Regions from separate parts of the Mus musculus genome. Here region 1 is linked to region 2. A link is a contact called in public HiChIP or PLAC-seq data. All regions are on one chromosome and are shown on one strand. Each heading gives the region's core, a stretch centred on a gene start, on an enhancer-like site or on the middle of the called end of the contact. The rest is flanking DNA. Distances are from core to core; before and after follow the strand shown. Region 1 has its middle 35 kb from the start of Trak1. Region 2 overlaps Ulk4 (unc-51-like kinase 4).

Region 1 (4,094 bases), core at 953-3,452, 82 kb before region 2:
GACAATATACTATAGACAGGGTTACATGTAAATCTATACACTTAACATGTGAGACCAGGTCGTCTCTCCCTACACACCCGCACACACCCTCCCTTGCTCAAATCAAATGACAGGATACAGGCAGCATCCTTCAAGGGAACCCAACAGCCCAAGACAAAGGAACTACCAGCCACTGACTCCCAGAATCCCCAGTGAAAACCTGTCCAGTACCCTGTCACTTAAGGTCCAGCCTGCAGCCACCCATGCTGTTCCCACAGCCTCCAACAGCCCCCTGGGAAGAGGCCTATCAGACATGAGAGGAAAACCTCCCCTCCAGATTCTAGACACGGAGACAATGGAATGGCAGAACTGAAGAATCAGGGACAATACGGGCAACAGAAAAGAGCTTCAAAGAAGGAGACTGTAACAGGAAAACCCAGCTGAACACTATTCCCAAATAGAAGAAGAGAAGGATTAGGAAGATGCGACAGAGCTTGTAGAAACTCACAGTTTGAAGGTCTGGAGATCCCCAGCAACCACATAGAAAGGCCAGTGGTGGCTTTGTGTGCCTGTTACCTCACACTGAGGGACAGAGAAAGGTGGATCCAGGCAGTCACCTAGCCAGGCAGTGAGTTTCTAGATCAGTGAGAGCCTGCCATGGGCCAGTGAGTGACAGAAGACATCTTTCTCCCCAGTGCTGGACTTCGGGTGGCACTGGGTGTGGGGCACAGGCCTCATGCATGCCGGGCAAGCATCAGCCAACTGGTTTATCCCTCCAGCCCCTGCCAAAGCAAGTCTTACCGAGTCTACCATTTTACCTTCTGGGACGGACTACACAGTTGGCTTTTATGAGCACAATTATCTCTGAAGCACCTGAAGATAATTCCGATATAACACTTTTCAAACGGTTTTGCTTTGTTGAAAGAATGACCTAATATTTGGCTGCAGTTAACGAATGTATCTGACTCTGAAGTATTGTTATCCTGGGTTATGTGTGTGTACATGGGCGCACGTGCGCGCGCACACACACACACACACACACACACACACACACACACACACACACATTGAACTTCTACTATCTGTTTTAAGGTCCAAGCTCTGAGCAAGCTCAGGTCCAGGCACTAGGATTTCTCTCCGGGCCATGGGAGCTGGATGATTTTATCTGTGATCCATTCAAAACTAGTTCTAGCTAGGTCTGCTGACACACACCTAATCTCACAAGGCTAAATTCATGACAAACCTGGGCTACATGTCTCAAGACAACAACCAGCGGGGCAGTGGTGGCACACGCCTATAATCCTAGCGCTTGGGAGGCAGAGGCAGGTGGATTTCTGAGTTCGAGGCCAGCCTGGTCTACAGAGTGAGTTCCAGGACAGCCAGGGCTACACAGAGAAACCCTGTCTCGAAAAACCAAACCAAAACAAAACAAAAAACAAACAACAACCAAAAATAATAGGAGGACTTTCAGCCAGGTATAGGGTTACACTGTAGTGTAGCACTCAAGAGGCTGAGGTAGGAGAACTGTTGCTAGTGTGAGGCCAGCCTAGGCTAAGTAGTAGATAGGCCAACCACAGCTACATAGGGCAAAAATAAAGTAACTGTAATAATTTTTAAAAGTAAAAGTTGTCTTCCTACCAAGCAAAAGGCATTTATTTGAAAATGGTAGGGGAGGCTCTCTGTAACACACCAACCACTCTCAACAGGCAGAACAGCTGTGTTCTTTGAAACAGTGGCTCCCTGTTGCCCTAAGCCAAATGCTATAGACAAACTGCCTGTATCATGAAAATAGGAGTTCCTGTACTTTCCACCAAAAAGACAAAAACCAAAACCTGGAGTCTGGTCAAGAGAAAGGCACAGACAGGAGCCAAATCGCATCCATTAGGAGCTGTGAGGTCTGTTAAGGGAACTGAGTGAGAGGGGTGTGTGTGTGTGTGTGTGTGTGTGTGTGTGTGTGTGCAGAACAGGGGTCATAGCAAGGACAAAGGGCTCCCAAGACAGGGGGAAAGAGAGGGGACTAGAGGAGAAAAGGAGAAACAGGAGGCGGTGTGTGGAGAAACAAGAGGGAGGGACCAGAGGAAAAGAAGTGGGGGTGAGAGAGACGGGGCAGGGGAAGGGAGGAATGGGGGAGGGGAGAGCGACAAGCTGGGCAGACAGCTGCATGCCTGCCAGAGTTGCTAAGCTGCGGTCTGCTGTCCACAACAACCGCACTTTCTCCAGGAGCAGGCTGAAGTTTTAATCCTTCCCCAAGGGAAGTGAGAGAGAGAGAGCTCTCAAAGCCCAAGGTCCAGCTTGAATGACACAGAGGGGGTTTCCTATTGGATTTAAAAGTCTGACCGCTGCAGAGTATGGTAACATGAAGCCAAGCCCAGACAGGGGGACAGACAGCCCACTGAGCCAACTACAGTTAGAGCTGTACCCTGGCTTGATCCCCAACACTAACAAGGCCGTGTGTGTGTGTGTGTGTGTGTGTGTGTGTGTGTGTGTGTCTGTCTGTCTGTCTGTCTAACTGTCTTCCTTTGGAAGGAACATATTTTGGAAGGCCAGGTTCAGAAACAATATTTCAAAAACAAGCAATCGAGAAACAACTCAAAAGCATCATTAATAAAATTAAAACAACACAAGTGTATGACCATCTCAGTGATAAAGCAGTTGACAAAATTCAACACCAGAATCAGAAAGCCACATTTTCCCACCCTTAACGGGACTTCTGCAACATCACAGCTGACAGAACATCTGCTCCTAAGATCAGGAACAAGACAAGGCTGTCTGCACTCGCCCAAGCCACTCAGCATCCAACCATGGTTCCTGCCATAATCTAGTAGTGACGTAAAAGGAAAAAAAGACGCTCAGACTGTAAAGATAAGGACTAGATCCACACAGAAAAGCCATGGTGCAGTGCATGCTGGTCATGGCAGTGTTCAGGAAGCAGGGACGGGGAGGTTGCAAGTCAGGTCAGTCAAGATGAGCAGGGGCTACTTAGAAACCCTGTCTCAAAAGTCCACGGCTATGCTAGGCATGGAGGCACACACATTTTAATCCCAATGTTCAGGAGTCAGAGGCAGGTGGATCTCTGTGAATTCCAGGCCATCCAGAGATACACAGTGAGCCCGGGTCTCAAAAATTAAGTAAAGAAGCCGGGCAGTTGTAGCACATGCCTTTAATCTCAACACTTGAGAGGCAGAGGTGGGTGGATTTCTGAGTTCGAAACCAGCCTGGTCTACAGAGTGAGTTCCAGGTCAGCCAGGGCTATACAGAGAAACCCTGTCTCGGAAAAAAAAAAAAAGAAAAAGAAAAAGAAAAAGAAAAAAGAAAAAAGCACTGGTCTATTAGCTCTTCCAGAGGACCTGGGTTCGATTCCCAGAATCCACATGGTAACTGAAAGCTATCTGTAACTCCAGTTCCAGGTGGCTGACCTCCCTCTTTTGGGTGCAATGGGCCCTGTATGCACGTAGTGCACAGACATACATGCAGACGAAACACTAATACACATAAAAATAGCAAACCTTTAAAAATAAAAATAAATAAATTGAAGGGCCGGGGATGTGCCTTAGGACAGAGTATTCACAAAGGTAAGACTCTCTGTTCTCTTCTCACACAGGGCAGAAAGGGACATTTAAAGAAAAGAAAAAAAAAAAGGAAGAGAGAAAGCCTTAGGCAACCCACAAATGTTTTCAGAGAAAAGGCAGGGTTGTCAGACCCGAAGAACAGCCGGTTGTGCTGCTAATAGCAGCAATAAGCATTTCAAAACTTAGGAAACTGTCTCCTCCATAATATTCCTCAAAAGAAGAAACTCCTTAGATACAAACACAGCAAAAATGCAATGCTCAGGGACTGGAGAGATGGCTCAGTGGTTAGGAGCACTGCTTGCTCTTCCGGAGGTCCTGAGTTCAATTCCCAGCACCCACATGGTGGCTCACAACCATCTATCATGGGATATGTCTGAAGACAGGTACAGTATACTCATATGCTTTTTAAAAATGCAACGCTTCAGTGTCCGAATAACCAGGAATTTCTCCCACACAAGCTGAGGGAGAAATGGGAAGATGACAGTCCTGTCAGGGCCTTGTAAGCGGGTTCTGCAGACTGCATGCGACTCCTACAGTAGCTCACAG
Region 2 (4,105 bases), core at 1,325-3,824:
CCTCCTGCACACCAGGGGTCAACTGCAGATGTCTCTGTCCTTGCCAGCTTTTGATTTTCCTCTGGGCTGATGTCTTTTTGTGGGTGGGGAAGCCTCTGGGGTGCTGGGCCTGTTTTCTTGCTGAGTGAATGGAGAGTCTCTGCCCTTCCCTGGTAAAGCCAGCGAGATGTCAGTCTTGCATGTTGCTGCTGTGAGTGCCAACAGTCCAAAGGTTTGGGATTGTGTTAGGAGGACCAGGACAGTGGAGAGCGAAGTTGGGTGGCTCACCCCTGTGGGGATGTGATTCCCCTCATGGGGATGGTGTCTGAGAAGAGATAGCTAATGGCTGCTGATCATTACCCTTCAGCCCATGAAAGTCTTTCCTGGAGTGAACCTCAGGAATTTTGCTGTTCATCTTTTTAGTGGGCCAGTTCTCCTCTGTGGCTAGGTCACTCGGTGATTGGGACTAAATTAGAGATAACAAAACGGATGCACAGTTAAGAAGACACTGACTTACATGAGTGCAGGCCAAGCTCATACATGGATACAAGCTAAGAGCAAAGCCTCCAAGAGGGACGCTTCTGAGGGACCAAAGTGACAGAGTCATAGTGTGGCTAGTATCGAGAACCCTTACCCGTGAAACCCAGGAAATCACTCAGTCCTTCCCCTGAGAGTTAGAGAACAGTTGCAGTTTTTATAAACGAGTCTGTCTATGGATAGAGATAAGGTAAGATCTGTGCTGTTAGACGCCATTTCTGGCGTTTGTCGTGTGGTTAGATGCCACTTCTGCCGTTTGTCCTGCAGTTAGATGCCATTTCTGGCATTTGTCGTGCGGTTAGACGCCATTTTTGATGTCTTTGGTTTGTGCGGGAAGCTGGAGGCTGGAGTTCCAGGTTTTGCCAGCCACCCTACCGACCTGGATGTGTCTAACAGTCATTTTACCAGACTTGTAAAAGTGTGTGTAGATGTGAGTGGATGTAGCTGTATGTGGTTGGATCTGTACACATGCAAGTGTGAGCATGTGTGTCAGAGCATGGCCCCAGTGTTATCCTTAGACACACTGTCTATCTCTTCAGAGGGAGGTCCCTTGATCTGAGCTCATTGACTAGACTAGACTGGCTGGCCACGGAGCCCCAGGAAGCCTCAGCCGTCACTTGCTGAGGGTCAGGATTGCATGTGTGGCTTCAGACTCACGTCCTCATGCTTGCAAGGCTCCCTGTCTCCCCAGCTCTTGACCCGAAAAGATTATTATTATGGTCATTGTCATTACTGTTCTTATTGTAGCAGTTGTTCACTGACATGGTTATGTCTCCCTGGGTAGAGGCCAGCCAAGTAGCGCATCGCCTCAGAGCCGAGGTGGGGTGCCTTTTTGTTAACTGTCATGTAGTGTTTCCTCCTCATCCCGGCCCTGAGTTCTCTGTTCCTCTGCTTCTCACTGGATGTCTGCTCAGCCCTCTCCACCTCACACGTGCTCCCTCTGCTTCCTTCCCTCCACAGTGGAGAAGTTGCTGGTCCTCAAGGACCAAGACTGGAATGACTTCCTGCAGCAGGTGTGCTCCCAGATCGACTCCAGCGAGAAGAGCACAGGGGCGCTGCGGGCCAAGCTGAACCTCCTGTGCTACCTGTGTGTGGTGGCCACGCACAAGGAGGTGGCCACCAGGCTGCTTCACTCCCCGCTGGTAGGTACTGCAGGGTAGATGGGCCTCCCAGGGCCCCACCACCTACTCTGTGTGGTTGGCCTCTGTATTTCAAAGACATGTGAACAAGAGCTTGGGGCCGAGTGATGATCAGCTCAGTAGTAGAACAGAACAGGCAATAAAAACAATAGACCAAGGATATGTGTGTGTGTGTGTGTGTGTGTGTGTATGTGTGTGTGTGCATGTTAGTGTGTGTATGTGTGTATATGTGTGTGTATGTGTGTATGTGTGTGTGAATATATGTGTGTGTGTATGTGTGTGTATGTGTGTGTGTGTGTGTGTGTGTGTGTGTGTGTGTGTGGTGGTAGAACAGGGGATCCCAGAGCCTTACCCAGGCCAGGCAAGGGCTCTGCCACTGAGCCACATCCCTGACCCTAGTTTTTATTTTGAGCCACCGTCTCTGAGTTCCCCAGGCCTTGAACATGTTCTGTAGCTTAGTTAGATCTTGATCATATGATCCTCCTGCCTCAGCTTCCCAAGTTGCTGGGATTATAGGTCTGTGCCACCATGTCCAGATGGATACAATCGTAATCTGATTTAATTACAAAGAATAAAGTGATTTATTTTTTTATGAAAAATTTTCTCATGAAGGTTTTGGAATCATCATCAACTTCCTTGAAGCAGTTGTGTGGATGGTGGTTTCGAACTGTGGACATTTTTGTTAAGTGTTGGCCGGGAGCCATTGTACCTGTCTGTAATCAGGAGATGGAGCTCTGTGCTGGAGTAAACTCGGGTGGCTCCTGCTCCAGGCCACCTGGACAAATGCGAGGGTTTCCGATGTGTGAAAGGACAGAAAGCCGTACAGCATTCGCTTCCTGTTCTCCTTGGCGGGCCTCACTGGTGACTGACTGGCCAGGGTCGGCAGAGCTCCTCAGGCCAGCCGCTGGAAGCTGCGACTATGGCACTTCCTCAGGCGGGCCGCTGGAAGCTGCGACTGTGGCACTTTCTGCTGAGCCCCTGAAGTCAGCCTGGAGGAGTTTCAGTTCATTTTGTTCCCTCCCTGTGAAGGTTGCTGTGTGTCTGTGGGGGGTGGGGAGAGTAGTTAGTAGGACAAATCGAGAACATCTTGCTCTTAATTTTTTAAAGATTCATTTTATCTTTTTTTTTTTTTTTTTGGTTTTTCGAGACAGGGTTTCTCTGTGTAGCCCTGGCTGTCCTGGAACTCACTTTGTAGACCAGGCTGGCCTTGAACTCAGAAATCCGCCTGCCTCTGCCTCCCGAGGGCTGGGATTAAAGGCGTGCACCACCATGCCCGGCTGGATTCATTTTATCTTTAAATTGTGTGTGTGTGTGTGCACATGTGCATGTTACATCAGGTGCTCTTGGATGCCAAAAAGAGGGGGTCAGTTCCCCTGGAGCTGAAGTTACAGGTGATTGGTGCTTATAAACCTCTATGTGGGTGCTGGGAATTGAACCTGGATCCTCTGCAGAAGTAGCACCTGCTCTTACCTGCTAAGCTGTCCCCTCCATTGCTCGGTTCTTACCACTTCTTCTTCTTCTTCTATTTATTTTTTTATTTTATGCATATGAGTACAATGTAGTTCTCCTCAGACACATCAGAAGAGGGCATTGGATCCCATTACAGATGGTTGTGAGCCACCATGTGGTTGCTGGGAACTGAACTCAGGACCTTTGGAAGAGCAGTCAGTGCTCTTAACCCCTGAGCCATCTCTCCAGCCCCCAGTTCTTACTTCTTATTTATGTTTATTTTGCTGGCACACTGGCTGAGGTTCCATGTCTGTCAGTGGTCACCTCCCTGGAGGGAGTCTCACTTACCCCAGCTGTGTAAGTTTCCCTGCTAATTCACCGATTGCTTTGGATGTTGTTCTGAATAAAACTTACATTTTGATGTTTTTCTTTTTTAAATTCTAGTTCCAGTTGCTAATCCAGCACCTGCGGATAGCTCCTAACTGGGATATGTAAGTAACCTTCGTATTTTAAAGCACATTCTTTGTGATTTTGTAGTTATTGCCAGATACCTCATCATAAGCACAGTCCTAAGTCATCCGAAGTGAGCCTGCGGTAACCATGAGACACTCGCAGCCACTGCCTGTTGTCCCAATGTGGAAGGCTGTCCCTTCTCTGGGTGTCTATTGTGAGATCGGCCCACCTTTGGGTTTTTCATCTTGTGCCTGCCTCCGACACCTCTGTCTTCCTCCGGTGGCAGGAGTTTCCCCACGGTATTATGGAAACTGATGGGACAATCATGCACGGTGCTCATGTATGGGAGCTGCAGGCTCTAGGCTCCTCTTGCTGGGGCTTGATCACATGATGGAACTGTTTTCTGGGAGGAGTCTATGTGGGATGCAGAAGTGTAGAGTTGGGATCCCAGGTCAGCCCTACCTCACCCGCAGGGAAATCACGTTCACTGAGCCTCAGTGCTCGCATCTGTAGAATGGGGCTGTGTCCTCACCTACTCAGTAGATCCT

The links. HiChIP or PLAC-seq counts read pairs in DNA pulled down with a chosen protein or histone mark.
Region 1: a contact with region 2 is called in an H3K27ac HiChIP or PLAC-seq map of microglia, with 3 times the contacts expected there. The contact joins two enhancer-like sites. A contact is called at or near these places in 7 of 115 datasets of contacts at active chromatin or transcription factors (bone marrow-derived macrophages, embryonic stem cells, extraembryonic endoderm stem cells and 3 more) and 3 of 9 other capture datasets (adipose tissue, liver and pancreatic islet).

What each region holds. Positions count from the first base shown.
Region 1 is chr9:121,330,324-121,334,417 of GRCm38.p6, reverse strand. It overlaps a transcript of Trak1 not described here. Among named protein-coding and RNA genes, the nearest start is that of Trak1, 35 kb to the left of the region's middle. Within about 2 kb of position 2,202, at least 225 of the 459 cell types and tissues checked have an H3K27ac peak or open chromatin away from gene starts, as enhancers often do. A contact at or near this core is called in bone marrow-derived macrophages, heart atrium and microglia, where this site is marked.
Region 2 is chr9:121,248,415-121,252,519 of GRCm38.p6, reverse strand. Ulk4 (unc-51-like kinase 4) reads left to right here. Exons shown (of 37, transcript NM_177589.3): 15 at 1,477-1,658; 16 at 3,549-3,595. Among named protein-coding and RNA genes, the nearest start is that of Gm34735, 20 kb to the left of the region's middle. Within about 2 kb of position 2,574, at least 16 of the 459 cell types and tissues checked have an H3K27ac peak or open chromatin away from gene starts, as enhancers often do. A contact at or near this core is called in bone marrow-derived macrophages, heart atrium and microglia, where this site is marked.